Regions from separate parts of the Mus musculus genome. Here region 2 is linked to region 1. A link is a contact called in public Hi-C data. All regions are on one chromosome and are shown on one strand. Each heading gives the region's core, a stretch centred on a gene start, on an enhancer-like site or on the middle of the called end of the contact. The rest is flanking DNA. Distances are from core to core; before and after follow the strand shown. Region 1 overlaps Parvb (parvin, beta). Region 2 has its middle 49 kb from the start of Parvg.

Region 1 (5,389 bases), core at 2,090-4,589:
CTCACCTCAAAGAGAGTCTCTCATTCCTTATTTTAGGAGGTGAACTGAAGGGATGGGTTAGTCAGTGAAGTGCTCACTGTGTGAGCATGAGGGACCCGATACTCAGCACCTATGTTAAACACGCGCGCGCGCACACACACACACACACACACACTCACACACACACAATTCAGGGACAGGGTTATGTATCTATAACTCCATCATGGGGGTGGCAGAGACGGGTGGATCTCTGAAGCCCATTGGTTAGTCTTTCTACCCAAATCAGTGTGTCTCAGGTTCAGTGAGAGACCCTGCCTCAAAAATACAACTCACACACACACACACATACAACACACACATACAACACGCACACACACACACACACACACACCATATACATTATACACAATTAAAAAAAAATTAAAGGAATGTCAGGGTGCCAGGTGTGTTAGCTCAGGATAGCCACCGAGACTCACGCTCACACTGGCCAGTCAAGTCCTGCTTGTTTTCTAGTTTTCCTCTCCCCTTGTCTATCAACAGTTGCTCTCTTAGAGGGAGCTACCATGTGATCAGTCAGAACTGTCCTAAGGTGGACACTGTTGAGTCCTCTGGTCTCTTTGAGCAAGCCATACTTTTCAAAAGCCTAGAGAAACTTGATCCTAATAGCCAACCAGATAGTGTACCATGTGTGAGGGCCCACGGTACCCCAGGATGGACCGGAGGAACTCGACACCTCTGATCCTTCTGAAGAAACCGGTTTCAGTGTTTAAAACATGGACGGTGTCAGCTAGCTCACCAATTCTGTTCACAGAGACGCTAAGACTGACTGTGTATTCAGTATGGCCTTTCCACAGCTGACTGGAACAGAATCCATCAGGCATGGAGAGTGGGCTGACAGATAAGCTGAAGACATGGCAGTGTGCTCTGGGATGTGTGTGTGTTCTGTTCCATGTAGTTCCCAGGGGAAGGCAGATAGTTGGGGAGGGGGTTGGGATTGGGGGTGTTGGGAGGAACGACAGGCTGGTGTGTGTTGTGACAGCACCGTGGGCCTATGGCTGCAGAAGGGCAAGTTCAAGGAACAGGGGGTGGGGTAAGGACTTGGTGGGGGCTTGGTGGTCTGTCTCGTGAGACATCACCCCTAAGTTCATTTCCTTTCCTCACAAGCCCGCACTCAGCTATGAATGGGCTCAGCCAGGCAGTTCTTGCTGTGCCTGGTCCTGTGATATGTACATCTGAGGGCTTGCTGGCGTCTGACGGACCAAGGTAGCCTCTCTTATATATTACTAAGGCCAGATGCCAGCCCCCAAGGCAGCCTCTGGAACACAGCGTCTGTGGCCTTGAGGAGACATTTTCCCAGATTTCACCTTAATGGTGTTGGTGTCCTGTTTATCACAGCTGATCCTTCGGTCCCAGCTGACCAGAGTCACGGATTACTTTAAAAATATTGCATAAATAGCCCCATAGAGTATTTGAAGGCCTCTTAAAAATCCCCTCTGAAACTTCACCAGCCAGGTTCTTCCAGCCTGTTTTCCAAGTTCTCACAAATGCTCATTTATCGTTAAGCATTCAAATGGCTTTTCAAGCCGGAAGTTCCAGACTCCTTCCACATTAGCCCTCTATCTCAGTGGTTCTCAACCACACTAATGCCGAGACCCTTTAATACAGTTCCTCATGTTGTAGTGACCCCCCCAACCATAAAACTATTTTTCGTTGCTACTTCAAGATTGTAATTTTGCTACTATCATGAATCATAATATAAATGTCAGATGCAGGATATCTGATATGTGATCCTGGGGAAACGGTCATTTAATCCCCTAAAAGGATCTCAGCCCACAGGTTGAGCAACGCTGCTCTATCTGCTGGGCGTGGCTGCCAGAATCAACAGGCTCCCAGTTCCCACGATGCAAATGATGTCCTCTCTAAATGATACACCAGGGTGGTCACTGTGTTGGGAATGAGGGTAGTTTGCTGTCACTCTTGTGCTGATTAGTCGCCTGCACGTGTCCCTCACTTTTGTTAGGCTAGAGCAGGGTGTGTGTATGTGTATCCATTCCTATTGGGGGGTGGGGGGAAGGGGGCTGAGTGCTAGGGTCTGGTTGGCTCTGAGACTTGGTCTAAGTGTCCATCTGACCCTTTCTTCTTGTTCACAGGATCATGATGGGCCGGTTTGGTAAGTACCCTGGTTTGGGGTGGGACAAGGTGAGATCCCTGGGTATGCACCATCCAACACAGAAAGCTCTGCGGTTCTCAAGGTCATGCGTGTGATCTTGTGAACTTGGGCAGGAGGAGTGAGCTTGTAGGGACAGAGGGGCCAGCCTGGAGAACATCTCTAGCTTACCTGCAGGGGAGGGAGTGGGAGGGGAGAAAAGAAGGTAATTACTCTCTCACCTGACCCTGTCCCCTGGGCAAGAGAGGACAGACAAAGAGATCAAAAACCTACAGCTTTGTTTAAATTCTCAGAGGTGATTCTGGCTCCCTGCGCGGGCTGGGAGGGAGGCTGATGTGGGCAGAAGTTTAAAACAGAAGGAAGTGGAGAAGGCTGAGGAAAAATGGAAGCCAGATAGAAGCTCCCAGCTCATTTCCAGATACATGTCTGACCCTGGGGAATCCTTGGGGGCGGGGCCAGTGCCACCTCCAAAACCCAATGCCCTTCTCTGACCTGGAGGTTGTAAAGAAGGGCTGAAGGATGAGCATGCAGCATGCTGAAGGATGAGCATGCAGCATGCTGAAGGATGAGCATGCAGCATGCAGCACGCAGCAGTTCTGACAGTCAGGAAGGTCTTGAGTTTGAGAGAAAGCTGTGGCCATGTAGCCCCTGAGCCCTTCTGATGGACAGGTGTTATGCTTGCTGGGAAAGTTCCCAGGGGAAGTGGGGTGGCAAGCATGGGTCATGTGGGACCCCTGCTTGGGGTCCAGGTGCAGGCTAGTTTAGAGATATGTATAGTTTAGAGGCTCTGAACCCCTGGGGATCGCAGAGGCGGGAGGATGACGAATGGGGACCTGAGAGTGTGGCGTGGTAACTTATGAGTTTGGGTTGGCTCTGTTTCAGGTTCAGAGGATTTGAAAAGAGTTGGCTTGGCTGGGGGCGTGGGGAGAGGGAGGCAATCCTGGGCTCGGTTGGTATCTTGGGAGCCCTGACAGCTGGGAAGGACACCTGGTCAGGTACACAGGGTGTGTCTCCCAAGGGGAGAGCCAGGTGCACCAGAACTCAGTCACGGTGCTGGGGACATCTGAGGCCACAAGAAACCTCCTCTGAGGCTGTACTCACTTCACTTCTTGCAGGCTCTGGCGTAAGATGAAACAGGCTATTAGCTAGTGACAGGCAATTAGTTCCGCCCCCGCCTCGCACTTCTGCTGACGCAAGGAGGTCTCCTGGTTACGCGGCTGACAGCCTTGGTTTTGGTGCAGTGAGCCCCTGGGCTCCCAGGCATCCTCTTGGGGGAGCAGCAGATGGCTATCCCAGGATTTCTGGTCACTTCTGACCTCACTGCCCCGCCAGGGTCTGGTCACACTGGTTCCCACCCAGCATCTACTTTCTGGCTTCAGCACAAGCTTTGCTGAGGAAGGTCAAAGCATCCCTTGTCACGTCTGTTTCCTGTCCACAGTCCAGGATGCTCCAGACATCACATCCCCTGTGGCCTTGATCTCTCACCTCCTGAGTGTCCAGGTCTAACCCTGCCCCCCCTCCACCCCCACTTCCACTACTCTCGGCCTAAGACACCCTCCTGCTAAATTACCCAGGGTTCCCTCCTGCATTGGCTCAACTGTCACTCACCAGGGATCCCCAGTCACAAACCAGCATGCACCCGCCCTACTACCCTCTGGTTGTCTTCGTTATGTCTAGAACCATCTGACAAACCTGGAGCCAGCCCTGCTCCCAGGAGCCTCAGGGTTTGTGTGTGTGCTCCCCTTGACCCGGAACACTGGTGCAAGTGCTATGCTTGTAGGCACACCCATGCCTTTTCCTTTGTTCAGGGATCTCCAAGTATCCTGGAGGCAGCCGCTCACCCCAAGCCTGTATGATCTCAGCAGCCCTCCCTGCACCACTGTCAGGCGTGAGGAGGTTCCAAGACCTGAGCAGGCTGAGTCTCCTAGGCTGAGTCTTGCTTGAACCCGTTCCCTCAGCCTCCTTGGCCTTCGAGTGCTGTGCAAAGGTGGAGCGTCTCCTCTCTGGTCACTCTTCCCTAAGGCCAGCAGGTTGAGGGGTGGGTACCCAGCCTCTTCCCACCAGCGTCTTGTCCTGCCTGAAGTATAAGCTGGTTTTTCTCTCCCTGGAAACCAGTCTCCTGGGAGCTGGGAGGTTAGAGCCTGATCTCCATAGCAACGCCTTTGCCAGTTGCCTTTTCTCTAGCTAGTGGCCCTTCCTCCCTGGTTCCCCCTCCCCACCCCCGACTCAGGAGCCCTTTCTGGTGCTGACAGGATTGGGTGGGCAAGGGTGGAGTCCCCCTCCTAGTTCCAGGCTCAGTTTGCTGAGACCCAATCTCTCCCATTTGCCTTCCCAGCAGAGCCTGTGTTAAATTAAAACTCTGACCTGACGTTCACACCCCTGGTCATTGTGCACGAAGGCCACTGCACTAAAGGACTCAGCTCCTGTCAGCCTCCCTCCCAGACCACCCTGCTCTTGAATCCACTCTGGCTCCCTGTGTTTCTCTTTGCATGTTCTCTGGCTGCAATGCCCTTCCTCTTCTCATCTCTCCAGCCAGCCTGGCTCAGACGGCAAGCCTCTTTCTTCCAACCTCTTGTCCATGGCTGCGAACTTGGGTGCTGCCAGAGACCAGCCGGACAGAGTTGCTCAAACCCCAGAAGCTGAAGGTTATAGGAGGAGAACTGTGGAAAATAGGAGCCCCCCCCCATCCTTGTCCTGGGGGTGGCACCTTGATGCCAGGTGCCCTGTAGCTCACTGTGGCCCCAGCCTCTGCTTTCAAGAGTTGGAAATGTAGATTAGGGAAAACCTTCCTATTCTAAATGAGGCTGAGTTAGGCTCCAGGTACAGACCTGGGACCCTCCTGTCTGTGCCTTTCCAAACTAGTGACTTCTCCAGTACAGGAGGGAAATTGATGGGGTCCCCAGACATGGGAATTGGGCTTGTCCCTGTGTCCCCACCCTGATTCTTGATGCTCACAGAGGCGGTGGGGAACAGATGTGGTTCCATTTAGCTAGGGAAGGGACCTAAAGTCTGTGGGCTTTCTAGTCACACAGTGAGGATTTGAACCCAGCTCTGCCCTGTCCCCACCATCCCTGGTCCTTCCTCTTGGCTATGGAGCCACATTTTGTGTCCTCTAGGCCCCAGGTAAGCAGCCAGCGTGGGAGGCGCCCAACAGCCTCCCACGCGGCACTCTGCCAGCCCAGCAGTGGCCCAGCTAAATAAACCGGTGACGTCAAGAGCCTGAGCTCTTGGGGCTTTGCCTAA
Region 2 (5,526 bases), core at 545-3,044, 74 kb after region 1:
GGGTCCATCCCATAATCAGCCTCCAAATGCTGACACCATTGCATACACTAGCAAGATTTTGCTGAAAGGACCCTGATATAGCAGTCTCTTGTGAGACTATCCCGGGGCCTAGCAAACACAGAAGTGGATGCTCACAGTCAGCTATTGGATGGAACACAGGGCCCCTAATGAAGGAGCTAGAGAAAGTACCCAAGGAGCTAAAGGGATCTGCAACCCTATAGGTGGAACAACATTATGAACTAACCAGTACCCCGGAGCTCGTGTCTCTAGCTGCATATGTATCAAAAGATGGCCTAGTCGGCCATCACTGGAAAGAGAGGCCCATTGGTCATGCAAACTTTATATGCCTCAGTACAGGGAACGCCAGGGCCAAGAAGTGAAGTGTGGGGGGATTGGTGGGGGAGGGTGTGGGGGACTTTTGGGATAGCATTGGAAATGTAAATGAAGAAAATACCTAATTTTTTAAAAAAAGGAAAAAACGATAAAAATAAAAGTAGATTCCTGTATAGGCTGTTTCTTTGGGGGTAGAGGTAGTGGGAACAAAGGTTGTCACAGAAGCCTTCAATGTCTCTCATTTTCAGCTATGAGTTTGGGAAGCTGCCTTCTCCACAACAGCAGCAGCACACAGACTTCCATATGGTTTCTGGTGGCAGCAGGTACCGTGGGCATTCAAACTTCAGCATGGCCTTCGGTGACAACGCATACCATGGACATCTGAAGCCTTTACTGCTTATACTTTACTTGGCATTCTGATGTTCTAAACTCCCACATGTTAATCTTTGCTCAAACCATTCTAGGATTTCACCACCTCTGAGCTTCAGACTCTTCCACATTCCTTCCACAAGCCAGTTCAAAGGCCCAAGAACCTCATGGCCAGGTCCGTCAGCAGCTCTGCTCCTCCGCATCACTTCTTTACGTAGGCTGCCTTCTCTGCGCTGTGAACGAACACGGGCAGCAAGTCTGAGAAGAGAGATTTATTTTGGCTCATGGTTGAGGTGGTGCAGTCCACCAAGATGGGGAAATGGCAGCAGGGGGCTCTCTGTGGTGATGGGGGCTTACTGCAGATGTTGGCTGATATCTCAGCGGGACAGGAGACAGAAGGCTGGAAACAGGGATAAGCTGTAACCCTGGAGACCAACCTCCTCCAGAATGACCCTGCCACCTAAAGGCACCATAGCTTCCCCAGATGGAACGAATCTGCAGCTCAGGACTAAATGTTCAAACATGGAGCCCTCAGGGGCATTTTACTTTCAAACATTTCTGCATTTATGGACAATAAAAATGTATGGAGTTCTCCATCCTTCCTCCAACTCTTCCACACGACCCACCAAGCTCTGTCTAATGTTTGGTTGTTCACAAGAAGAGCAACAGAGTCAACTAACCTGGACCCTTGGGGGATCCCAGAGACTGAACGGCCACACACATGTAGCAGATGAGCAGCTTGGTCTTCATGTGGTCCCCCAACTACAGGAGTTGGGGCTGTCCCTGACTTTGTTGCCTGAGATGGATCCTGCTCCCCTAACTGGGCTTCCTTGTTTGGCCTCAGTGGGCAAGGATGTGCCTAGTCCTGCAGTGATTTGATGTGCTGGGGTGGGATGGTACTCAGGGGAATCTCCTCCTTCTCACAAGAGAAAAGGGAGGGGCTATGTGCGAAGAGAATTGGGAGGAAGGAGAGGTGGGGCTGTGGTCAGGATATAAAGTGAATAAGTAAATAGGAAAAAGTGTATAGTGCTGACACACTGGCTACCACACTAAAGAGCTAACTACATAATTGGATTTGAAGTCTAAGATCAAAGTGCTTGTGGGCGTGGTGCTGGGTGGGGCCGCCCTTCGACTCTGAGGTACCCTTGTTGCCAGCTCTTTGGGAAAGCATGCTGCATGCTCACACAGTGAAAGGGTCAGAGGTCAAAGGGACATGTCAGAATAGAGCCAGATGCTTCATGGAAGTCATTTACCAGATCTCTAACTCCCATTCATCGGAAATGCACATCACAACCTCTTTCCTGACAGGACCTGCCTCTCAGTGCTGTTGAGCTGGGCCCCGTGTCCCTCTGTGTGAGTCCCGGGAACTCAGGTCCACCCAGCCAGGTTGTCTCGCATCTGTTGATGCCTGTGTCACCTATAATGGTGTTTTTCAAACGCCTGCTCCTGAGACTCTGTATGCTTCTTATTTTACCCTGAAGTGTCTTGCTGGGGAACGATAGCAGCCCTCCGCGTTATTTAGCTTCTCCCCCTTGGCTGTTTATCATTATTGCTCTTTTCCTTCTGTGTCTCTCTTACCAATCTATTTTTAATTTGTGGGAGGTGTGGTTTGCTCATTAGTTTTCAGGCAGCTAAACGCCAGCATCCATTTGGACACAGTTGCTGGCTCCTGAGCTGTGTCTGTTTCTTAGTCATTCGGACCCTCTCCCCCACCCCTCCCCCTTTCACCTCCCCTCCCTTTGTTTTCCACTCCCTTCTCCTTTTCTTGTCCCCAACTTCATTAATACAGACAGGCTCTGGTTGGTTTGCTGGTTTGGGTTAGTGAGCACAATATATTCTCCCTCCTTTAATTTTCATATCCCGCCTCTAGGCTCATGCCATGAATATCTTTTATAAACACATGGTTTTAAAAGCAATATTTTCATTTATTTATTGTCTAGCATGCACATGTGTGCATGTGTATACATGTCACATACACGTGTACATGTGTGTACATGTCACAGTACACGTGTAGAGACATGTTTCACTTAGAGGTCTTCATTCACAAGTGTTTAATGTGATCGCTGTAGGGCTCAGGCTTAAATATTTTAATTATGTGCTCTTGTATTCTCTGTTGTTTGTTTTGAAATAGGTCTATGTTGACCAGGTTGGCCTTGAACATATGGAGATCCTCCTGCCTCTGTCTCTTGAATGCTGGGACTAAGGGCATGTGCATTTTGCCTGACCTACTCCTTCTGTCCTCTCTCATAACCACCCCCTCTTCCCTCCTATCCCCCCCATCTCCTTGACCCCTGGCAATCATTAATATGTTCACCATATCTTTGAGAAACTTTAAGCATGTCATAGAAGTGGAACTATACAGTATATAACTTATATATAATATACAGTATATTACAGTATATAGCTTTTTGCCTCCAAACACAAATTCTCAGATCTCTCTCTATATAAGCAGTTCATTTTTATTGCTATCTAGTATTCCACAGGGTAGATGTACCACAGTTTGTCTAGTCACTGGCCCAGAGAAGAAACTCTGCTTCCAGTCTGATGCTCTTATCAGTGTAGCCACTGTGAGCAGTGCGGGTTTTTATGTGGATTTTAGTTTTGAATTATCTGGAACAAGTACCTGGGGCATGACTTCTGGGCTATGTACCAGTATATAAGTAATAAGTTCAATTTTTAAAAAGAATTATTTATTAGTTTTATGTATATGGGTATACTGTCGTTGTCTTCAGACACCAGAAGAGGGCATTGGATCTCATTACAGATGATCGTGAGCCACCATGTATGTGCTGGGAATTGAACTCAGGACCTCTGGAAGAGCAGCCAGTACTCTTAGCCACTGAGCTATCTCTCCAGCCCCCATGTTCAGTTTTTAAAGATTGATTTTTAAAAAATTTTAATTACATGTAAGTGTGTGTGTGTGTGTGTGTGTGTGTGTGTGCACTAGAGTGCAGTACCTATGGAGACCAGAAGAGGGCATCATATACCTTGGAACTGGAATTATAGGTAATGAGCTGCTTAATGTGGTGACTGGGAACCTGGGTCTTCTAGAAGAGCAGCCAGTGGTCTTAACTACAGGGGCATCTCCCTCCTCCATTCCTGCCCTGTGCTCCTTAAAAAGAAACTGGCATATTATTTCCAGCCTGGCTGTTTTATGTGAATACCACCCTCTCTTCAGCATCCCCATCCATGTTTGCTGTAATTCTTGACTTTGCTGTTCTGTTGGGTGTTCCGTGATGTTACACTGTGGTGGGTTTCAGCCTACCATTCTAGGTCACGGTCTATCACTGAGGGAAGAACTCAAGTTCAGGAAAGAAGTTCAAGGTCAGGGCAAGAACTCAAGGCAGGAACCTGGAACAAAAACCAAGGGGGGTGGGGAGCTCTGCTTACTGGCTTCCTCTCTGGCTCACATTCAGCTATAACCCAAGACCACCAGCCTAGGGTTAATATCACCCACAGTGGGCAGGGCCCTCTTACATTAATCTTCAATCAAGGCAATCCCCCATAGACACACACTCAGGCCAGGCTGTTGGAGGGAAATCCTCTATTGAGATCCCCTCTGTCCAGCTGCCTTGACAGTCATGATTGGCATCACAAAGGTTAAGACTTGGGCTCTGAAAGGGGAAAGGAAGCAAGATCCAGACAAACGGGAAGATATCCCATGTTCATGGAGTGGAAGACGTGGTGATGTTCAGATGGCGATGTTCTCCAAGATGGTCTATAGACATGACAGCGTTCCCCTTGGCACTCCAGATGGCTTCCCTGCATAGACTATGCGTGAGGCCGATCCTAAAGTTCACAGGTCCCTGGAGGAACTAGAACAGCTCAGACAGCACTCAATAGGACAGAGAAGGCTCAGATGTCTACAAAGCCGTGCTCATCAGGACTGCGTGTTCTTGGTATTGGGAGATGTATTAGTCACTGGGATGGAATTTAGAGTTTGAAAATAAACCTCACATTTATAGATAGTTGCTTTCTGACACAGGGTGGTTTCTCATGGTACTGAGGTATCCACATGTAAAAGAATAAAGATGGAACTAGACTTGGCCATGGGCGAAATTACCTTAGGATGGACCAAAGGCATATATGAAGGGGGTAGATTGTCAGACAGAAGAATCTTCAGGGGATTGGACTAAGAAGTAGTGTTTTAGACACAAGCACAGTCAACAAAATTAAAACAGGTAATTGGCCTCCATCAGAATCATTTGCTTTCTGGGCTCTTGTCTACTCTGATTCTCTTAACCATTTTTCTCATCCTTCTCCTTTGAGACAGAGCCTGATATATCTCAGGCTCACCTCAAACTTGCTGTGTCACTGAGGATGATTTTGAACTTTTCATCCTCCTGCCTCTGTCTCCCAAATGCTGAGGTTACCAACCATGCTTCATCGTGCCCCGGTTGCGTAGTGCTGTGGCTTGAATGTGGGGATTTGTGCCCGCTGGGTGAGCAGTCTACAGACGGAGCTGCATCCTCAGCCCCTGATTCGGAGGCTCCAGCATCTCAGCGTTTAGTTCTGAATCTTCTTTGTGTGTTTTGGCTACTAGTTCCTCATTGCATATGTGTTTGCAAATGTTTTCCTCTTATACGGCTTGTCTTTTTATCTTCTTAGCAGGAACTTTCACAGAGCAGAGCTTTTGGCAGAAAGAATCAACATTTTTATCATGTTGGGTCTTTCGATGTATGATCAAGATATGTCTCTCTTTGGTTTGGATTGTCTTTGATTTCTTCCAATGCGTTTTTATTTTGTTTTGGTTGGTTGTTTTTTTTTTTTTTTTGGTATTTAAGTCCTGCACATTATACTTATATCTGCATCTAAGTCTCTAAT

What was found. A called contact is a pair of places that touch in the nucleus more often than the background predicts.
Region 2: a contact with region 1 is called in a Hi-C map of the N1E-115 cell line, with 2.4 times the contacts expected there. The contact joins two enhancer-like sites. A contact is called at or near these places in 1 of 39 promoter capture datasets (hippocampal neurons), 1 of 15 datasets of contacts at CTCF or cohesin (large pre-B cells), 8 of 484 Hi-C or Micro-C datasets (B cells, the N1E-115 cell line, Th17 cells and 4 more), 3 of 115 datasets of contacts at active chromatin or transcription factors (acute myeloid leukemia, astrocytes and double positive thymocytes) and 1 of 9 other capture datasets (embryonic stem cells).

What each region holds. Positions count from the first base shown.
Region 1 is chr15:84,295,837-84,301,225 of GRCm38.p6, forward strand. It overlaps Parvb (parvin, beta), which reads left to right. Exons shown (of 13, transcript NM_133167.3): 8 at 2,130-2,149. Among named protein-coding and RNA genes, the nearest start is that of Gm22890, 25 kb to the right of the region's middle. Within about 2 kb of position 3,340, at least 87 of the 459 cell types and tissues checked have an H3K27ac peak or open chromatin away from gene starts, as enhancers often do. A contact at or near this core is called in the N1E-115 cell line, where this site is marked.
Region 2 is chr15:84,371,162-84,376,687 of GRCm38.p6, forward strand. No RefSeq gene overlaps it. Among named protein-coding and RNA genes, the nearest start is that of Parvg, 49 kb to the left of the region's middle. Within about 2 kb of position 1,795, at least 4 of the 459 cell types and tissues checked have an H3K27ac peak or open chromatin away from gene starts, as enhancers often do. A contact at or near this core is called in the N1E-115 cell line, where this site is marked.